Regions from separate parts of the Anser cygnoides genome. Here region 1 is linked to region 2. The links are chromatin contacts, called in public Hi-C maps. All regions are on one chromosome and are shown on one strand. The core of a region is the stretch at or near the end of the contact, and the rest is flanking DNA. Distances in the headings are between cores, read along the strand shown.

The links. A called contact is a pair of places that touch in the nucleus more often than the background predicts.
Region 1: a contact with region 2 is called in a Hi-C map of liver, with 5 times the contacts expected there. The contact joins the promoter of HSP90B1 here to the enhancer-like site in region 2. A contact is called at or near these places in 2 of 7 Hi-C or Micro-C datasets (both in liver).

The regions. Positions count from the first base shown.
Region 1 is chr1:59,577,796-59,581,567 of Taihu_goose_T2T_genome, reverse strand. It overlaps HSP90B1 (heat shock protein 90 beta family member 1), which reads left to right and starts at 1,469. Exons shown (of 18, transcript XM_048057380.2): 1 at 1,469-1,683; 2 at 2,000-2,099; 3 at 2,768-2,909; 4 at 2,989-3,105; 5 at 3,325-3,656. The coding sequence starts at 1,635.
Region 2 is chr1:59,458,716-59,462,877 of Taihu_goose_T2T_genome, reverse strand. TXNRD1 (thioredoxin reductase 1) reads left to right here. Exons shown (of 15, transcript XM_048047650.2): 3 at 952-1,074; 4 at 3,731-3,803; 5 at 3,920-4,039. Among named protein-coding and RNA genes, the nearest start is that of TXNRD1, 16 kb to the left of the region's middle. Within about 2 kb of position 2,182, at least 2 of the 3 cell types and tissues checked have open chromatin away from gene starts, as enhancers often do. A contact at or near this core is called in liver, where this site is marked.

The sequences.
Region 1 (3,772 bases), core at 220-2,719, 120 kb before region 2:
ACTTCAAGTATCTTATTAACATACAAATATAGGTGCATTAGATTTGATTACTTGTCAGCTGTCAGGGATGGGAATATCCAGCCTTCTGAACATGGGGCCTACTTTTACTCAAATTCACAAACTCTAGCTGATTTTCACATTCAATTCTCTGTCATTGTCACCGCAGGAGCTGGGTATGTGCATGCTCGTGGGTCCCCCCACGTCAGCCACTCGTGGCGGCAGCTGAGGCAGGCACCATCAGCACTGCAGCGGGCAGGGATCCCCAGGCAGGAAGGGAACCAACGCTCTCGGCCTCGAGCTGACAATGATGTCCTTCTTCCAACCACACTCATCACCATGGCCACTTGGAAAACTGCACGTAATTTTCAGACGTGATTTTCTGGAGCCAGGGCAAACAGGATAACCTGGCAACTCTGGCGAGGCGGGACATTATAAATAAACAACAGCCCCAAGGGCAGACTAAGGAGTCAGAATAAGCCCTCTCGAGGGTGGTTGTTGTGATGAGCACTAGAAAGCCAGAAAACACGGGGACCCGCTAAGCACCCAGCTCGTTTTATTGCAGCTTGCTTTTTGTACCAGGGAGGTTTAAATTGGGTATCGGGAGGAATTTTTTCACGGAAAGGGTGGTCAGGGATCGGAACAGGCTGCCATGGAGGCGGTGGAGTTGCCAACCCTGGGGATATTCAGGAGACGTGTGGATGTGGTGCTTAGGGACACAGATCGGTGGTTGGTTTGTGGTGGTGGGTGGGCAGTTGGACAGAAGGATCATGAAGGTCTTTTACAAGTTTTTATTTTGTTTGTTTGTGTTTGTTTTTTGTTTTCTCAGTGACTCTAGGGCTCCGTGACCCCCACGAACACTGTCCCCTCAAGGCCGCGTGAGGCAGGAAGAGGGGGGCCGAGGCCATCACAAGCCCGCCGCCGGGCCCCGTAATGGCGGCCCGCCCCGCGCTGCGCCGCCAGGGGGCGCCTTCCTCCCCCTCCCCACCCAGGACTACAACTCCCAGCATGCCGCGCGGCGCAACCGCGCACGCGCACCCGCCAGCAGCAGGGGGCGGAAGAGGAGGCCCTCGGGGCTGACGGGAGAGGCCCGCCGGCGCCGCCACGACCGGAAGCGCCCGTTGCCGCGGCAACCGTGTCCCCGGTAAACATCCCGGGTGCCCCCGGAAGCCGTCGGGGCCGCGCTGCCCACGCGGGGACCCGCCGCACCGCTGCCGGACGCGGACGCGCCCTACGCGGCCGGGGCGCCAAGCATCGACGCCTGATTGGTCGAAAAAGAGCCGCCGGCCCCGCCCCTTAAGCCCCTCCGCCCAAACGATTGGCCGGGCGGCGTTGCGGCCGGCCAACCGACGCCGGCCACGCTCCGTCCGCAGGAAACCGCACATGGAAAGCCGGGATTGGCGGCCGCGGCTTCGCGCCCCGCCCCCGCCGGCTCGCCATTGGCCGCGTGTTTGGCGTGGGGCGCCGCGATTGGCCGGCCGCCGGGAGCCCCCCTCGCGCTGCGGAGGGGCGCCGTTGATAAGGCGGAGGGGGAGGGCCGCGGCTGCGCCAGCGCGATCGGCGGCGGCGGGGCCGGTTACGTGAGGGACCGGTAGGGCAGGGCCGCGCTCTTCTCTGCCACCGCGGCCCGTGTCGCCATGAGGTCGGCCTGGGCGCTCGCTTTGGCCTGCGCGCTTCTGCTGGCCGGTGAGTGCCCCCCCACACACACACCCCCCGCCGGCCGCATTCTGGAACCTTCTGGCGGCGGAGGCTGAGGGGAGGGGGGGGGGGGGGGGGGGCTGGGGGCACCCGCTCGGCGAGAAGTGAGGGGGAGAGGGGCGCTGGGCACGCTCCCGGGGGGTGGGGGGCTCCTCCCTTCGTTTCTGGGCTTTATTCCACCCCAGCAGGTGGGCGGGGGGCGTGTGGGAGGTTGGGGGGGCATGGGTTTGGGGGGGGGGAGCCGACAATTTGGGTAGCGACACACCGGGGGGGCTCAGCTTGCTGCCTGTCTCTTTCTGTCCAGCGTCCGTTAGCGCTGAGGAGGTGGGTGTGGATGCAACCGTGGAGGATGACTTGGGTAAAAGCAGGGAAGGGTCCCGGACTGACGATGAAGTTGTTCAGAGGTTAGTAGGTGGGGTGCTGGGTAAGCAGCCTTTAAAGCATCAGGAGGTTCTGTTGCTTTTCAAAAAATCAATTTTAGTATCAGTAATGCTTAAAATGGCAGAGGTTGGGGTGTGGGGGAGTAACATGCAAAAAGAAACCTAGTCAGATGTTAAAAATAAAATATATCAAAGGAAGATTGTTGCCTTTTATATGGAGGTAAGACTGAGAACTTGGACTCTGAAGTATTTAACTTGTTTTTGTCCTGTACTGTCAGTTCTGTAAGGAGCAATAAATAAATGGGGGGTATTTTTGCATGTAACTGCATGTGGTAAATTGTGGAGGTTAGTGCCCACTGGTTGAATAGCTCTACACCAACGAATTGCTTCAAATCCTTTGAAATATACCTCACGTTGAGCATTGCAGTAGCTGTAATATACCTCTGTTTGTCCCTCAACTTCATAATAAAATAGTCTTACTTGCAATCATGGATTTTCACTTGCATTTTAGATTGTGGCTATGCACTTGATGATAGCAAGTCTCGCAAATGTCATTTGATCACCACATTTGGGCTATCAGTGTCAGTTAAAAGTTACTGTTTCTCTAATTAGACCATTGCTGTGGTTGCTAGACAATTAGTGGAAACCATACGTAGGCAAGGTTATTTGACAGTTTTTCATTATCTTTACAGAGAGGAAGAAGCTATCCAGCTAGATGGCCTAAATGCATCCCAGATCAAAGAAATCAGAGAAAAATCTGAGAAGTTTGCATTTCAAGCAGAAGTTAATAGAATGATGAAACTTATCATCAATTCTTTATATAAAAATAAAGAGGTTAGTACCTGTGTCAGTAGAACGTGCTAGAACTGTTCATCTATATTCTTGAATTCCTGACAGCTGGATTCTGTTTCAGATTTTCCTGAGAGAACTTATTTCAAATGCTTCGGATGCTTTAGATAAGATACGGTTAATATCCTTGACTGATGAAAATGCTCTTGCTGGTAACGAGGAGCTCACTGTAAAAATCAAGGTAAGAAATACTAGATACGTTGTCTCTTACTGAAGAGCAGTGGCAGGAATGTAAGAAGACAGTGCATCATTATGTTATTCAATTTATTGCCCAGTACTGATGCAAATACAAATTAGGATTACGTTAGGACCAAGTCTCCTTAATACTCTTCCATGATAAGTGTATTAGGTAGTGAGATTTAAAATAAAGTCAAACTTAATCTTTTTCTTTTTTTTTTAGTGTGACAAAGAGAAGAACATGCTTCATGTTACCGATACGGGTATTGGCATGACAAAAGAGGAGTTGATTAAAAACCTGGGTACCATTGCCAAGTCTGGTACAAGTGAATTCTTAAACAAGATGACTGAAATGCAGGATGATAGCCAGTCAACATCTGAGTTAATTGGCCAGTTTGGTGTTGGCTTTTATTCTGCTTTCTTAGTAGCAGACAGAGTTATTGTCACATCAAAACACAACAATGATACTCAGCACATTTGGGAGTCAGATTCAAACGAATTCTCTGTGATTGATGACCCAAGAGGAAACACTTTAGGACGTGGCACAACCATAACGTAAGTACTAAGTTTCCTTGGAAAAAATAAATGGTTTGTAGATAAGTCTTTTTCACTGGAATATGTGGATGACTTTGGCATTGCGACTACATGTGGTGTTTGATTCTTGAAGTATG
Region 2 (4,162 bases), core at 933-3,432:
AGTGAGGTTTCTTTATTTACTTTTTTTTTTAAAATCTTAAAAGTTTTATCATGTGTTTAGTTGATACTCAGTGATTTGTATCAGTTGAGGCATCCGGTGTTTACTCACTCCAAATCTTGTTGGGCATTTTGAGAGGCATTGAGAATTTTCCCAGCAACTTGAAGGAGCTGAGGGTCTGAAGTCCTGATTCACTGGAACTCCACAACTTGAGTACAAAGAGTCATTTTAGAAAAGGTATATGAAGATTAATGTAATGTTCTATGTGGCACATAGCTGTCAGAATGCATTTTAGGACTTAGGGGGTGATTTTTTCTGTGGTAGTAGTCATCTGATCCAAAAAAAAAAAACAACAGAAACTCTCATGAAACTTTAGTGATCACACTTACCTGTTTGATTCCAAAGTTAGCTACAGTACTAAACTAGTCATGTTAAAAAAAATGTCGTTTTCAGAAAGTGTTTTCTTTGGTTGGTTCTATTTATTCAGTTGGTAAGGCTGGTAATTGCAGATTGTTATGGTGTATATTGTTGTATTTTCCTACTCATATATGCAGCAGGAGGGGGAAAAAAAAAAACTAATTATGGAAGTCCAGGGCAGATGAAAAGAATAAAATAAATCCATAGAATGCCTGTGTCAGCAGGTATGCATCTCATCCTGGTGCCCACAGTATGAGGAGGCACTGGAGTTGTGGTGATGTGGAAGACTAAGCTCTGCAAGGAAACCCGGGTCTCCAAAGAACAAGGAAATTCATAGTTTGGTATCTAATAGGTACTGAGCTATCCAACAATGGATTAAGAAGATGAAGATTTAAAAAGCTAATTAAAAGCAGAGCTGAGAAAACAGAGATGCGCTTACGTACACATATCACAATATTTGCTGCTGAAAATGCTCATTTTTGAGCACCATAGGTGATGTTTCAATATTCTCTAATCCTTTTTGCTTTCTCTGTTCAGGCACATAAAGAAGGCAATCCTCAGAAACTGCTGGAAATGAACGGGCATACAGCGGTGCCCCATTCCTACGACTATGACCTCATTGTCATCGGTGGGGGCTCAGGTGGTCTGGCTGCTGCCAAGGTATGGGACAGAAAATACAGATTTATACTTCCCTTTTAAGTGGGTGGCTGACATCCTCAGCATCTTGGATCTGGGTATCTTTAACACTTGTAGAAACTTTTCTGCCTGTTCAGCAGGGCTTCTTTTGAAGTTACCTCCAGGTTAAAGACAGTCTTATCCATATCATAGGTATAGAATACAATATTATTTTCCATATGTTTGGAAGCAGAAAAACATAAAAATGTCGTGGTATACATTTCAATAGAGTGAAACTTGGTTCCTCTGTATGCCCACTGATCAGAGATGATGCTTTTAGAAACCAGTGGGTGGACATCTTAACAGCGGGAGAGTGCACAGCTGTGGTGGATTGTAACATGCAGTATATCTGTAATCTATTTTGGTAGTTTGCTGCTTACCTATCAATAGGGGGGCACTGTTGTCGTGGCTGAGGATGAAAGATAAGATCTACCAAAAATTCAGAGGACCTGGAAAGGGAAGGTGCTTAATACAAAAGAGTAAAACAGAACTTGCAGGAATGCAAAGCCGGCTTGGAGTAATGAAAAGCCATCTGTTGAAATTTCCATAAGGAGGCTGCTTTGCTTTGCTCTATGCATATGCGAGGTTGTGAGACTGTAGCTGTGATGATTATTGCATCATTTCTCAGCTGTGGGATGGAAAAGGTGTGTGGCTAGAGAGATAAATTACCTTATTCAGCATATAAAGTATATTGCCTCTTAGTGTACTCACGTGATTGTGGAGCAAAGGATGGTAGATCAATAAAGTCAACATTGCTATCAGTAGTAATGTGTGTATTTCAAAACAGCTTCGTTCAGTTGAAATGAAGCTGGTTTATGTGTGTAGGCTTCTGACTAATACTTAGTTTGTTCAATATTTTTAGTGCTTTAAAAATGAAAACACAAGAACAACAAAAACCAACCATACAGCTCTTGTACCAAGTTCCAGATATCTACAGCAATATAACTAGGTTGATTAAATGTGTGTTTTTCATTAAAACATAAGCAGTTTTGTGTGAACAACTCCCCTTTCCTCTCCATACAGTGCTCAGAGCTTTTTGTTTTGGAGGCTTGTCTCCACAGTGAGTGCCAGTGCTGCTAAGCTGACTCTGAGCAGCCCAGCCACAGACCCAGATCAAAACTGCCGGGCCACCACTACCAATTCACAGAGAACAGCTCCAGCCCTAAGCAACCTTGTGTTCACAATGCATTGCACTGAATCCAGCAAGGTCTGAAAGCCTACAGGGCAAGTTTTGTTGCTGTGGGCTTATCACCGTGCAGAAGTGGTTATATCTGTTCGTGATCTCTATTGAGGTGGCAATACAGTGCTGTGCTCTGTTATGTGAACACGTAGCTGAGTGTAAGCTTGGGAATTGTGCGTTCTGGTTAGACAGCTAACGCTGGTAATGTGCTTTCAAACTGTTGTTTGAAAGAGTTGTAAGGAAGCGTTAATAACACATCTTAATCCCTAAGCACCTTTCTGAGAAACTTTATCAAAGGTGCTACTAATGCATAGAAGTGAGCCTCTTGGCCAACCTTGATCTTTAATTGGAAGCAGAAATCTCATACATTAACATTTTCCTAAGGTGTCTACTGCCTATGTTGTTTGAAATATGATTTGTGTTTTGCATGAAATAAGATGCATTTAAAATTGAAATTTTGATTGTCAACTATTTGGATTAACAAGTCTTACTAGTAATCTAACGCTGAAAGCTGTCCAACTCCTCCCAAACCAAACCCAAGGCCTTAGGGTAATATCCTGTGCCTATAGTTGCTATTACATGTCTGAAAATTCATCATGTGATGCAGCACAGTTGTAGTTATTCAAAGTACCAAAGCTATTTTGCTGCATCTCATGGAGGAATCTTTTGTTTCTCAGTTCTCTAGTGCTTAAGTGTTTTTCTCTGGTATCAGTTATTGCCACGGATTTTTGCCTTTCTCTTAAAAATCACAAAGGGAATACTAGAGTCAGTATAGAAATTCCAGTTCTCAGAATCATGCACACACATTGCTTCTAGATTTGCTAATGAAACTTCTCAGGGGAGTTATCATAAAATAAATCATTGCTTTTGTAGAACGGATGACATCTGTGCATCTTGAAAGTCAAGTCAGCTTACCACATGTTAACTAGGGTGAAGAGCAAGAGCTGATCCTGACAACTGCATGTTGTACACAAAATTGAGTGTTTCTTTTCTACAAGGAGAAAGACTGGATGAGCGTAGTGGTAATGCTTGGCCACGTGAATGCTGATGTCATTGTGTGATGTGGTTTCAAACAAACATTTGAGGAACCATCTATGAATGGAAAACTGGATTAATGAAGAACTTGTTAAATATACTAAAAGCAAATGTCATGTTGGGAAATATTGTAAACAAAATGACAGGATGGAGGCGAGAAGAGGTTTGACTCCCAGAGTCCTCTATCAACTGGTGCCATGCTCTTGTTTAGCAGAGTAAATGCCTGTTTTTCCCCTTCGTCTTTTTTTCCTACTGACTGCACAGACTAATTCTGAAGATTAATGGCTGTCTGGCTGTTCTCTTGCAAATCATTCATTATTGCTTAATTAAAAGTCACAAAGCTTTTCATCAATGCATGATGTTATCATCTATTCCAAATTTAACCTCTAATATTTAGATACATGTCTTACTTAATTTGTTTTGCAGGAGGCTGCCAAATATGAAAAGAAAGTGATGGTGCTGGATTTTGTCACACCTACGCCTCTGGGAAATTCATGGGGTAAATTTTTCTTCATTGCAAATTTGTTATAAAGGAACATTATTTACTAAGAGTCTGTTTGTACTTTGGGATCAGCCACGCAGATGTGAAAAGTGCATTCTGTTCCTTTCTCTCAGGTCTTGGAGGAACTTGTGTAAATGTGGGCTGTATACCTAAAAAATTGATGCACCAGGCAGCTTTACTGGGACAAGCCTTGCAAGATTCACGCAAATTTGGATGGCAGTTTCCAGAAGAAGGTACAGAAGGAGAACTTTTTTTTTTCAGTTTTGTCATTTGTGCTGAAAATCCAGAGGTTCTTTCACAGTCAAGTGCTTGTTGCACTTATGTGCTGGCTTTAACAACGTTAGGCAACTTCAGAG